4 separate regions of the Sus scrofa genome follow, and all the other regions are linked to region 3. A link is a contact called in public Hi-C and promoter capture Hi-C data. All regions are on one chromosome and are shown on one strand. Each heading gives the region's core, a stretch centred on a gene start, on an enhancer-like site or on the middle of the called end of the contact. The rest is flanking DNA. Distances are from core to core; before and after follow the strand shown. Region 1 has its middle 25 kb from the start of BCL10. Region 2 holds the start of BCL10 (B-cell CLL/lymphoma 10). Region 3 holds the start of CYR61 (protein CYR61). Region 4 overlaps DDAH1 (N(G),N(G)-dimethylarginine dimethylaminohydrolase 1).

Region 1 (2,700 bases), core at 128-2,627, 230 kb before region 3:
ACAGAGAGAGGGAGAGGGAACGGGACCACACAACTGGCGTGTGCCTAAGGAACAGGATGAAACGCCGACGCTGGAGGGCCGGAGCCCGTCCAGGCTGCTCTTGGGGGGCCCGAGAGCTCGTTTTCCCAGTGGCGTTGTGTGGGTCGTCTTCCAGCCCTTGGGCTCCTTTCTCCGCCCACCTGTGCCAGCTCCGTGCCAAGAAGCTGGCCCCTGCACAGAACCTCCCCCGTCTCCTCACCAGCCGTCCAGCAGTTGCGTCCCGCCAAGGGGGCACCATCAAGTCAGACAGTGAGAAGAAAGAGGCTCTGGATCCTGGTCTCTGGCTGGAGCCGTGTGGCCCTTGGTTCTCTGACCCAGACCCAGCAGCGCCATTTCCTGGCCTGGTCCTCTTGGGCCCAGAAGTGCTGCTGGCAGCTGGTTTCTGGGGATTTCACCCATCACCCCCCTTGTTTGTAGCCTGAACATCAGACCTTTGAAACAGACCTTCATGAAAATCTTTTTTTTTTTTTTTGTCTTTTTATCTTTTCAGGGCTGCACCCGCGGCATATGGGGGTTCCCAGCCTAGGGGTCTAATCAGAGCTGTGGCCGCTGGCCTACACCACAGCCATAGCAACATGGGATCCGAGCCGCGTCTGGGACCTACACCACAGCTCATGGAACGCCGGATCCTTAACCCACTGAGGGAGGCCAGGGATTGATCCTGCAACCTCATGGTTCCTAGTCGGATTTGTTTTCACAACGGGATCTCCATGAAAATCTTTCCATTTGCTCCAAGCAAGGGTGAATTCTGTTTTCCTTCAGACTCCTTGTTACCCCCTAGCCATGGTGATGGGTTCCATCTGTCTCCCTCGGTGGTTATTAGGTCCAGGACAAAAGCAAGCCCAGGGCTGTCCCCGAGTTACCTCTCAGGAGCCTCATCCACTCCTCTGGTTCCCATATAAGCAGAATGGATGCTTGTTCATATCCTACCCTGGAATTCTAAGCCTCTCTTGGATCCACGGCCATGAATCTGTTTATTCCATGAGCTCTTTCTAGAGGCAGAAGACCCAACATTTCTACGTAGCTCGACTGCTGCTTGGAATCAGAACTTGTTTGTCCTTGAACTTGTCCTACATCAGTGTGAAATATGCAGTCGTGAACCTGATGGGGTGATGGGAAATTTCACTCGTAGCATGAGGTTTCCTAGTTTAACTGTGAGCAATCGTCCTCTGAGTTCTGTCCCAAAGCCCCATCTAGTCAATAAGTCTCCCTGTCCCTGAGCAGGAACAAATTATTTAAAAAATTGAAGCCTAGGGAAAAGCAAACAACCTTCCTAGGGCTGTGTTCGTTCACCCAAGCTCTTTCTTTGCCTTCATAACCAAATGATTAAACTTTCTATTTATAAGTCAAGGGGCATCCCAAGACCTAGGGGCCCATCACTGCTCTTAGGCATTCATGTCACAAGCCAGCCCAGGCTATAAATATAAAATATAAAATATACCAGGTGGTTAGGGGGCAAACTGGTTTGAATCCTTCATTTATTTATAGTGACAGTGGCATATTTGGCACTTAAATGTTCCCCTAAAAGCTGATAACCCCCGTTATCTTGTGCTATAAGTGGTCCAGCTTTCCCCGAGTTAGGAATGAGGGTTTGGGAGGGAGGTGAGAAGCAGTCTGATCTGCCAACAGCTCCCTAAGGCAAGTGTGTCTTTGGAGCAGCCTTTCCAGGGACCAGGGAAACCTGTGACTTCTCCACGGAAGCTGTCAGGCCAGCTTACAGGCATCAACGATGACAATCTGGAGTTATTTCTGGAGTAGGTGATTGATGTTTCGAATAGAAGATGCCATTTTGATGGGCTCCAGACTTGCTGTGATGGGAGCTGATGAGGATAATGATGATGATGATGATATTTACATGGTGCCTTTCTTCCAAAGAACGCCTCCGTCCTTTTATCTCATTCGCATTGAAAATGTCCCTTTGGAGTTGGGAGGAAACGCTGTCATGTATCTGTTTTTCAGGAGAGGAAATGGAGAAAGGATCACTGCCCAGCTCTCGGGGCCCATTTGGTGATGAGAAGAGCTGTTTACAGGACAGACTAAATCTGGGGAGAAGAAGTTTAGGAAAAACGCCAGGGTCAGCTCCTGCTCATCCTTTTCAGTGCAGCCGTATCAAGCTCCATCAGTGTGACTCCCTGACCCACAGTCTTCAGGGGACACACAGACGCCAAGTTCTGTCCCAACACCCGAGGCTCTCGACACCCACCCTACACTGTCTCCCTGGCCCCTTGCATCTGTCTCATGTTTCAGCCAAAAAAAGCCACCTGCTCTGAGAATCCCCTTCTCTTTCACAACGTGTGTGGCTCACACGTGCTGTGACTTGTTTAAGGTCTGTCTTCCTGTTGGGATGTAAATTCCAGGAGAACAGGGACAATCGCCATCCTGCCCCAGGGCCCAGTTGGGTCAACAGGCACACAGTAGGTGCTTCGACAGCACACACCGTGCCTCCCACCTGTACGCCTTTGCTCGTGCTGTGCCCCAGGCCCCCACCCTGCTTATTGAAGCCAGAGCTGACCTTCCAAGCCCAGGTGAACCCCCACTCGGGAACCGCCACGGCAGCGTTCTGGTTCCTGCCTTCCATTCCACTGGGTCACGGGCATCTGTGCCCTTGTGCGGCCTTTCTTCCCTCTCCCTCCCAGACCGGCAGCTCTTGAAAGGCAGGCG
Region 2 (2,700 bases), core at 190-2,689, 250 kb before region 3:
ACGGCAAAAAATACAGGCCTGGCAGTCACCCTTCACATCTGTGTTTGTGTGCGGGTTTTGGAACCTCCCACTTGCAACCTCTCACTACCTGTTTTGTCAACTGTAAAATGGAAAAGACAGCGATCCCCCTCAGAGGCTGGTGTACAGATGACGCTAGAACACTGTAAACCGTGCGATGCAGCACCTGCCTCCTGAAGTTCATGCTTTTACTGGCACAAATCCTGAACAGCACAACACTCATTCTTTAGTAGTTACCAACATCCGAGTTCTGACGGGAATGGGAAGCAGGGACCTGTCATTTTTGGGTATCTTTCCAGGCCGAGGAACAGTGCTTTCCATCTAGTGAGCGCCCCAGAATTATCTGCTGAAGGAGGAAATTAAGGCACAAGCCCTACTCTTAACCAGAGTCCTTCTGCTAATGAGTCACACCGACTCTGCATTATGGGTACAGTGTGATAAACCTCACAGGTGAGGGAAAAGGAAGCACAGGAACATTTAAAAAGCTGCTTCCTGTCCACTTCACAAAGGTGGTTTTGTACAGCACTGCGGCGCTAAGCGAGAACACAGTTCATGTTGATTTTTAAAATGTGAATTAATACAAAGTATTTTAATGGTACTCATACAAGTCTCACAAAGCAAAACAAACAACTAAGAGCAAAGGGTAAGAGAAACAAGTCACTCTTGGTGAATAAATATTAAGATTTGTACATTTCTGCAGCATCCAAGCAGCGGAGCATAACGCAGCTACCGAATGTTTCCAGCGTTCACCTGTAAATAAATTCTCGGCCTTCGGGCCCCGGCCCCCGTCCCCTCCCCCTCGCCCCTCCGATTTAAATACGTGGGCGTTTGCTTTCTAGGGGAATTCCGACTCGTGCTTTCAGCTGCTGAGCTTCCCTCAACCCCCGCTGCCAAAGTTTCACATATTTGCTCCACTGCTTGGGATGCTTTACCTGGTCCAGCTTTTGCTCCAGGCTGAGAGAGCCAGCAGCCAAGGCTCAGACTCAAGGACGAGCTTGAGTCGCCGACTTCCGACAACGTAGCTCCACCCCTGGAAGCGCCAGAGGATGGGTGGGGAGTGGGCCGGAGGCTGTGAAGGAGCGCTCCACCCAACAAGGTTCCAGAAACCCAAGCCCCGCTTTGATTGATTTAACACGCGAGTTCACAGGTCACCAGGGGTCGGACCGCTTCCACCAGGTCCCCGCGATGCCGGCTCGGCTCCCGCGGCGCCCGGACCTGCCGCTTCTCCCACCGCGCGCTGCTCCCCAGCTGCGGGCCGGGCCGGGCCGGGCCGCCGGGTTTCCGCTCCCGTCGCCCGCAGGCACGCAGCCCGCCCCGCCCGCCCGCCCGGGCCCGGCCGTGCTACTCACGTCCTTCTTCACTTCGGTCAGGTCCTCCTCGGTCAGGGACGGCGCGGCGGGCTCCATGGCGGAGGCGGGGGACGGCGCTCCTTCCGGGTCCGCGCTCGGGCTGCGCCGCCCCGCCCAGGCTGGGGGCTTCGGCCTCCCGAGGAGGGGTGGGGAGGGGAGGCGGAGAGGGTGGGGGGACGGCTACCTCCTCGAAAACAGGGGGACCGAGGGTCAAACAAGCGCTTCCGGCTCTGCCTCCGGGCCGACGGCGGCGCAGACCTACGCGTCTAGACGCCGAGCTCCGGGCTCGGCTCCTGCGCGCTCGCGGAGGCCGGGGCGCAGGACCGCCCCTCTGGGAGGCCGGCCCTCGGAGAGCCCGTCCCGTCTCTCCGAGAGCCAATCGGAGCCAGCCCGCGGCCGGCCTGGTCCCGCCCCCGGCCGGAGCCCTTCCAGGGTGGCCCCGCCCACGGCCTCCAGGTCGTTTGCATGGGGCGGGGGGAGGCCTCCCGAGAGGATCGTTTCCGTGGGCGGGGCCGGCGCGGCTCGGTCTGTGGGCGGTCGCCGCCCGCGCGGGCGGCTCTGATGCAGCTGGAGCTCTGCTGGTCGGTGCTGCTGTGTTCCTCCCCTTCTCCCAGCCCCTGCCCACCGATTTCCTGTTGCTGTTTGCCCACGCAAGTTTTACAATGGTTTGGTCACACACAGACGCTCGCGCGCGCGCACACGAGACTCATATACAGCCTAACTGCAGTTCATATTGAAGGAATTTCTGAAAGAGAAAAACCGCCTACAATGCCATCACTTTAACACCTCATTTAACCTCTGCATACTTTCTGGTCACTGTTTATGATAAACGTATTTCCTTATTTCTTCATCTGAGGGATGAAGATGTGTCTCTTCTACCTCTCACAGGTGACAATTCAATGACGTGACAGATGTGAGGTTCTTAGAGGTCTGGGCCCACAGTCCGTGCTCAGCTCTTGCTCAAACATTTATTGAGTCCTTCCTACTATATTCTAGACACCCAGTCCCGTAAGAGTTCTCCCATCTTTCTGGGGGAGACTGATGAACAGATACGATTCTCAGAACGGTGCATCCAAAGTAACGAGGGTGATAAGTCCGGAAAGGGCTCAGGGCCCAAGACGATTGTTTGGACAACATGGTAAATAAACTAGAAAGAAAGTATATGGTATTTGGAAGCTAGAGGGTAGATAAAAATGCGGACCAGGGGGCGGAAGACAAATTTGAGGATCCAGAATCCTTTAAAGGAAGGGAAAACAAGAACCAGAAAACAACAATGTTGTCAAGGCCGCATCAATGTATTTTTCCATCACAGGGCAGGGATCTTACTTTTAAC
Region 3 (2,700 bases), core at 84-2,583:
CTGGGCAGTCATTTAGACTGGACAGCGGGAGCATTAAAAAGGACAAGGAGGTCTGGAGCAGTATAACAGGGAGGCCGGCATGATTACTGTGTGTGTTTTATGAAAATGACACAAGAAAATAGGTTGGGAAACTGAGGGAAATTAATCAATCACACGAGCGGGGCGTCTGCTGTTAAAGTGAATCGCTTCGTGGGGGGTCTTCCCCTGGGCGGGTCGCAGGAAGACTAGGGCCTTAAAATCCGCCGGCTTTTTCTACTACAGAATAATATATCCTTGCCCTCTCTCGTTTCTCTGGAGAGAGCAAAGCATTGCACTTCGCTTGAAATGAGAGGCTTCTCAGTGGGCCCAAGGAAAGGAGTTGCAAACCCCGCAAAACTTTCAGTGTTGAGGAGTCTGCCTTTTCCAGAGAACCGCTGGGCGCAATGCGGCTGGAATCGGGATTGGCCTTGCCCTCTCTACGGGTGACGCTCTCTCCGCGGGGGTCCCCTCCGCCTCGGGCTGGCTGCTCAGTGAGCGTCGCTTCCCGCCCCCGAGGGAGGCTGGAGGGCTTACCCGGCCTCCCGCATCCGCGAGGAAGCCTTAGGTCAGCCTCCCGGAGATCTCCCTGCGTCCGTTTCCTCTCGGACTTCCAAGCCAGCCAGTGGGCTGGAACTACAGTGGGAACCTCCAAAAACAAACAAGTACGACGTTCGGGGGGGGAGGGGGGAGGGAGGGGGAAGACCTCTGCCTGGGAATCTGCCAGACGGCGGGGAAGTTGATTTTTCCCCCCTTCTCATTCATAAATGCCACTGCGGGTATTAATTTGCGATACACTTAGCCTGGCTAATAAACACCATGCCAAGACTTTGGGACTCGATCCGAGCACGCCTCTACGACGTCCTCAAATAGATCCCTGGCTCCCAGACGCTGCCCTCCCGGTTCGCCTCTCTCCGTAGATAACTTGACTCTCACCTTCGCTGTAAACAAGCAAACAGCTCGCTGCCTCCCGGGCGGGGGCTCCGGGGCTGCGGCTCAGCTCGGCATCCCCAAACAAAACGACTTTGTTCCTCCCTCCAGGGCCTCCCACCCTCCAGGTCCAGGCAAAGTTCTCAACTCGCCCCCCCCCCCCCGCCCTTCCACCACCCTCCCCAATAGAAGTCGTTATTAAAAGTGGAAAAAACGGAAGATTGTTTTCTTGACGAGTCCAGGACCAAAAAAAAAAAAAAAGCCAGGGAGCCAGGGGAGGCGCTTGGCAGGAGCCCGCGCCAACCAGCATTCCTGAGATGTTTGAGAATTCTGGAACGCGCAGACGGGGCCGACGTCACTGCAACACGCGGCGCCGCGGCCGGCCCGTATAAAAGGCGGCCCCTGGGCGCCGGGGCAGACCGCGAGCAGAGCGCCCCCGAGCAGCTCCCGCGCCCCGCGCTCCTCCTCGGGAAGCACCTCGAGCTCGAGACGCCCGCAGCCCGTCCGCCGCGCACCCGTGTGTCGCCGTCTCGGCCTCCGCGCTCGCCCCGACCCTCCTGCGCGCCGCGATGAGCTCCCGCACCGCCAGGACGCTCGCCCTCGCCGTCACCCTGCTCCACTTGGCCAGGCTGGTGAGTTCCGCGGCCACCGCGTCCCTGTCCGCTCCCGGCCCCTCCCCCTTGGCCCAGAGGGCCCGCGGCCGACGGGGCTAGGCTCGGAAGTGCGGGGACGCTTGGGGGGAGCGCTTTCTTTAAGCCCGCGCTGGAGACGTGCCGGGGCCTCCGGGGGGACGCCGCCGCCCGGGGTGGCCGGGCTGGCCCGGCTCAGGCCCCCCCCACCCGGCGCCTGGGGGTTCCCGCCGCGCCGCGCCGAGCCTCACGCGTGTCCGCTCCCCCCTGCAGGCGCTCTCCACCTGCCCCGCCGCCTGCCACTGCCCCCTGGAGGCGCCCAAGTGCGCCCCCGGAGTCGGCCTGGTCGGGGACGGCTGCGGCTGCTGCAAGGTCTGCGCCAAGCAGCTCAACGAGGACTGCAGCAAGACGCAGCCCTGCGACCACACCAAGGGGCTGGAATGCAACTTCGGCGCCAGCCCCACCGCTCAGAAGGGGATCTGCAGAGGTAAGATGCTTTTGGTTTGGCCCCTTTAAAAGAAGGAATAGTCCCTGTAGTCCAGAAGTTTAGTAATTCTGCGACCATGTATGGTGATGCTTTGTTGTTGGTAGCTTGGCAGAAAGGCACATGATTTCAGCAGTCTGGAATGCGATTCAGTGTGTCTGGGCCCAGCGGAAAGCGCATACGGAAAAGTGATTCCTGACTAACTTATTGTTCTGGTCTGGAGTCTCCGGGGAATTGGAGGAAACTTTACCATAAACTGAGTTGAACAGCAGAAAATATGTGTGCGTTTCAGGCCGTCGTTCGGAATCCTAACTTTATCCTCTTCTTTTTTTTCTTTTCTCTTTTTTTTGGTGTTCTTTGCAGCTCAGTCAGAGGGCAGACCCTGCGAATATAACTCCAGAATCTACCAGAATGGGGAGAGTTTCCAGCCCAACTGTAAACACCAGTGCACATGCATCGACGGCGCCGTGGGCTGCGTTCCGCTGTGCCCGCAGGAGCTCTCCCTCCCAGACCTGGGCTGCCCCAACCCCCGGCTGGTCAAAGTCACCGGGCAGTGCTGCGAGGAGTGGCTCTGCGACGAGGACGGTGCCAAGGACCCCATGGACGACAGGGACGGCCTCCCGGGCAAGGCGCTGGCCTTCG
Region 4 (2,700 bases), core at 147-2,646, 180 kb before region 3:
CTGCCCCGACTTCACGTGTGATCTCTGCTTTAAGGCGCCCTCAGGGGCAATTCGTAAGGTGGGAAGTGGGCCTGTGCAGAGAGATGTCCCCCAGGCCTCGGAAGAGCATCAGCCCGAAATGACACAGGATGATGAGTTATCAAAGACGCGGTCCCTCTGAAGGGCTCAGTCTGAAGAATTCCCTCTGCTTCCCGAGAATGGGAAGAACTGGGGATTTGAAAACCAGCTTCAACACTTCTCAGCAGCACACGAGTTAATGTCTCTGAGCCGGTTTCCTGACTTGCCAATGGGCCGGTGCTCTCTCCCTAGTGGGGTTACGTGAATGGCAAGGAGACCAACCACACAGGCAGTGCCCCGTTCAGCACCTGGCACATTGTGCTCAAAACCAGTAGTCGCTGGTATCCTTATTTTTGCCCTAAATTAATGCAGTGCTTTGGATTCTGGCTACCTTTCAAAAAATAAACTATAAAACATACCATTTTTGGTATAAAATAAAACATCTTGTGATCCCACTTCTTTTTTTCTTGAAAAATTTCCCCCAAACACAAAATACCAAAACAGGTTAAAAAAAAAACCCCTATACATTGGTATTGGCAAGTTACATTCCATAGTCATTTGCAATATACCGCGGTTAGTTAAATATTCGTTGTTTAGATGCCAGTACTTGCCAGTTGGCCTTGTCCAAAGTTGACTTTGGTGCCTGTTTTCCACAACGACCACGTGGAACGCTTCAGCTCTTCCCTTGGAGGCTGCGACCGGGCCGCGAGGTCTGATGGCCAGGTCTGTGCTCCGTGCAGAACCTGCCCTCTGCTCGCCAGGCCCCTTTCCTTCGGCTGCTTCTGCTCCACCGCTGCCTGATGTACTCATGGCGAACAGGGCCCCGGGCACTGGCCTGTCTGCAGCTGACACGGCTCGGTCACCCTCAGTTCTGCTTTCGGCCGGGCGCTTCCAACGCTCTGAGGAGTATGTTTTCAAGGCCCATCCATGCACAGGTCTCGAGTCCGTTTTAACTCATCATATTGGAGAGCTTTGAAACTATCCCCTCGCCCCACCCATACTCTGGTCCAGCTCTATCGCCCTGGACCGCAGCCACGTGGCTTCGTGGCTGGTGAGATGGTTTCATTTTCTCACCTTGTCGCTGACTTTGTCTTGCTGATTAATGTTAGTGTGACATGTAGATTGTGCTGAGGAAGCCTCTCACGAAGCTGGTGTGCTGTCTCGAGCTCAAGATGCAGCTGGCTTGGAACCTGTACCAAGACTGCCCTGTGGCATCCCTGGTCACACAGAACGTTCCTTCGTTTATGCCCTTAATGTTCTTTGTGGTCCAGCACACCTTCGGTCACTGTGGCCACTGGGACCAGCCCGTCTGGCTGATGTTGTAACAATACTCAATGTCCATGTCATGCTTTCTCACATGTTTTCTCATTTGATCAATATTTTAGTTCAATAAACATTTAGTGGATGCCAATTGTTTTTGTAGTTTTTTTGGTCTTTTTAGGGCTGCACCTGCAGCACATGGAGGTTCCCAGGCTAGGGGTTGAATGAGAGCTATGCTCACCGCCACAGCAGTGCTGGATCCGAGTCACATCTGTGACCTATACCACAGCTCACAGCAATGCCAGATCCTTAACCCATAGAGCAAGGCCAGGGATTGAACCCGAGTCCTTATCATCAGGTTCATTAGCTTCTGAGCCACAACAGGAACGCCTCAACATTTTTTTAAAAACCAAGCTGCGAAGATTAAAAAAACCCAAAAAACCCTACAAAACCAGAGTCCCTGTCCCTGGGAAGCGAACCGTCTAGTAGGGCAGACATGCTGAATATGCAGTCACAGTGAAGTGGAGTTTCGTCGCAATGCTCAGGATAACCCCAAGGCAGGGAGGACACACGCTGCTGTACCACTTTACATTGAGGGCTGCACCTGCAGCACATGGAGGTTTCCAGGCTAGGGGTTGAATCAGAGCTACGGTCGCCGCCACAGCGGCGACCTTGGTTAAAAAGGCTAAGGAAGGCGGCTGATGGCTGCACCGAGCCTCCTGAGCCCACACCCGGGTCACGTTCCTCCTCCTGGCACTGCGAGACTCTGATTCTGCTGCGGGACCATCTGCAGCACAGCCCACGTCAGAGCGGGAGCTCGGGAACGCTCTCTCCCGCTCCGCACACTTACGTCCCCTGCGGGTTACGTGACCCTGGGAGATGCTGGATTCCATCATCTATTCACGGCAGAGACGGTGACCTTTCCGAACATGGGGACCCTAGGAGGAAAGGGGTGGTGAAAGAAGCCCTCCAGGAAGCCGAGCAGGGAGTGCGCACCTTGCCGGAGTGCCCACTGGGGCCGCCGCGCGATGTCAACGTGCCTAAGGTCTGCTCACGGGTTTATCCCTCTTTCCCACAGGCGCCAATGAAATACCAATCTGATCAAAACCGCCTGAGAAAAAGATCAAAGAGAGGCCTAACATACTAAGTGACTCAGACTAAAAAATTCCTAAATGGACACATACTGAAATTCTCTTTGCATTCTGATTCCAGGGAAAAGCTCTTCAGAGGAATTCAGTTAGTAACGACAACGGCAAACGTCCACGGAGTCTTCCTGCGTGCCAGAACCCCACCCAGAGCTCAGAGTCGACCTTAACCTTCGGAATCCAACAGACAAGTGCCAACATCATTTCTGCTGCGCAGCTGAGCAAACCGAGGCAGAGT

The links. Promoter capture Hi-C pulls out the DNA fragments that hold promoters and counts their contacts. A called contact is a pair of places that touch in the nucleus more often than the background predicts.
Region 1: a contact with region 3 is called in a Hi-C map of heart right ventricle, with 6 times the contacts expected there. The contact joins the enhancer-like site here to the promoter of CYR61 in region 3. A contact is called at or near these places in 14 of 47 Hi-C or Micro-C datasets (brain, embryonic fibroblasts, fetal heart ventricle and 9 more) and 1 of 2 datasets of contacts at active chromatin or transcription factors (skeletal muscle).
Region 2: a contact with region 3 is called in a promoter capture Hi-C map of fetal skeletal muscle, with 6 times the contacts expected there. The contact joins the promoter of BCL10 here to the promoter of CYR61 in region 3. A contact is called at or near these places in 2 of 5 promoter capture datasets (fetal skeletal muscle and liver), 10 of 47 Hi-C or Micro-C datasets (embryonic fibroblasts, epiblast stem cells, fibroblasts and 5 more) and 1 of 2 datasets of contacts at active chromatin or transcription factors (skeletal muscle).
Region 4: a contact with region 3 is called in a Hi-C map of liver, with 5 times the contacts expected there. The contact joins the enhancer-like site here to the promoter of CYR61 in region 3. A contact is called at or near these places in 5 of 47 Hi-C or Micro-C datasets (embryonic fibroblasts, liver and skeletal muscle) and 1 of 2 datasets of contacts at active chromatin or transcription factors (skeletal muscle).

Annotation. Positions count from the first base shown.
Region 1 is chr4:130,619,203-130,621,902 of Sscrofa11.1, reverse strand. No RefSeq gene overlaps it. Among named protein-coding and RNA genes, the nearest start is that of BCL10, 25 kb to the left of the region's middle. Within about 2 kb of position 1,377, at least 3 of the 83 cell types and tissues checked have an H3K27ac peak or open chromatin away from gene starts, as enhancers often do.
Region 2 is chr4:130,644,166-130,646,865 of Sscrofa11.1, reverse strand. It overlaps BCL10 (B-cell CLL/lymphoma 10), which reads right to left and starts at 1,439. Exons shown (of 3, transcript NM_001103213.2): 1 at 1,368-1,439. The coding sequence starts at 1,424.
Region 3 is chr4:130,393,812-130,396,511 of Sscrofa11.1, reverse strand. CYR61 (protein CYR61) reads left to right here and starts at 1,333. Exons shown (of 5, transcript XM_001927740.5): 1 at 1,333-1,577; 2 at 1,848-2,061; 3 at 2,422-2,700. The coding sequence starts at 1,515. It also overlaps a transcript of ZNHIT6 not described here.
Region 4 is chr4:130,573,612-130,576,311 of Sscrofa11.1, reverse strand. The region is part of intron 1 of DDAH1 (N(G),N(G)-dimethylarginine dimethylaminohydrolase 1); the gene reads right to left. Among named protein-coding and RNA genes, the nearest start is that of BCL10, 70 kb to the left of the region's middle. Within about 2 kb of position 1,396, at least 2 of the 83 cell types and tissues checked have an H3K27ac peak or open chromatin away from gene starts, as enhancers often do. A contact at or near this core is called in liver, where this site is marked.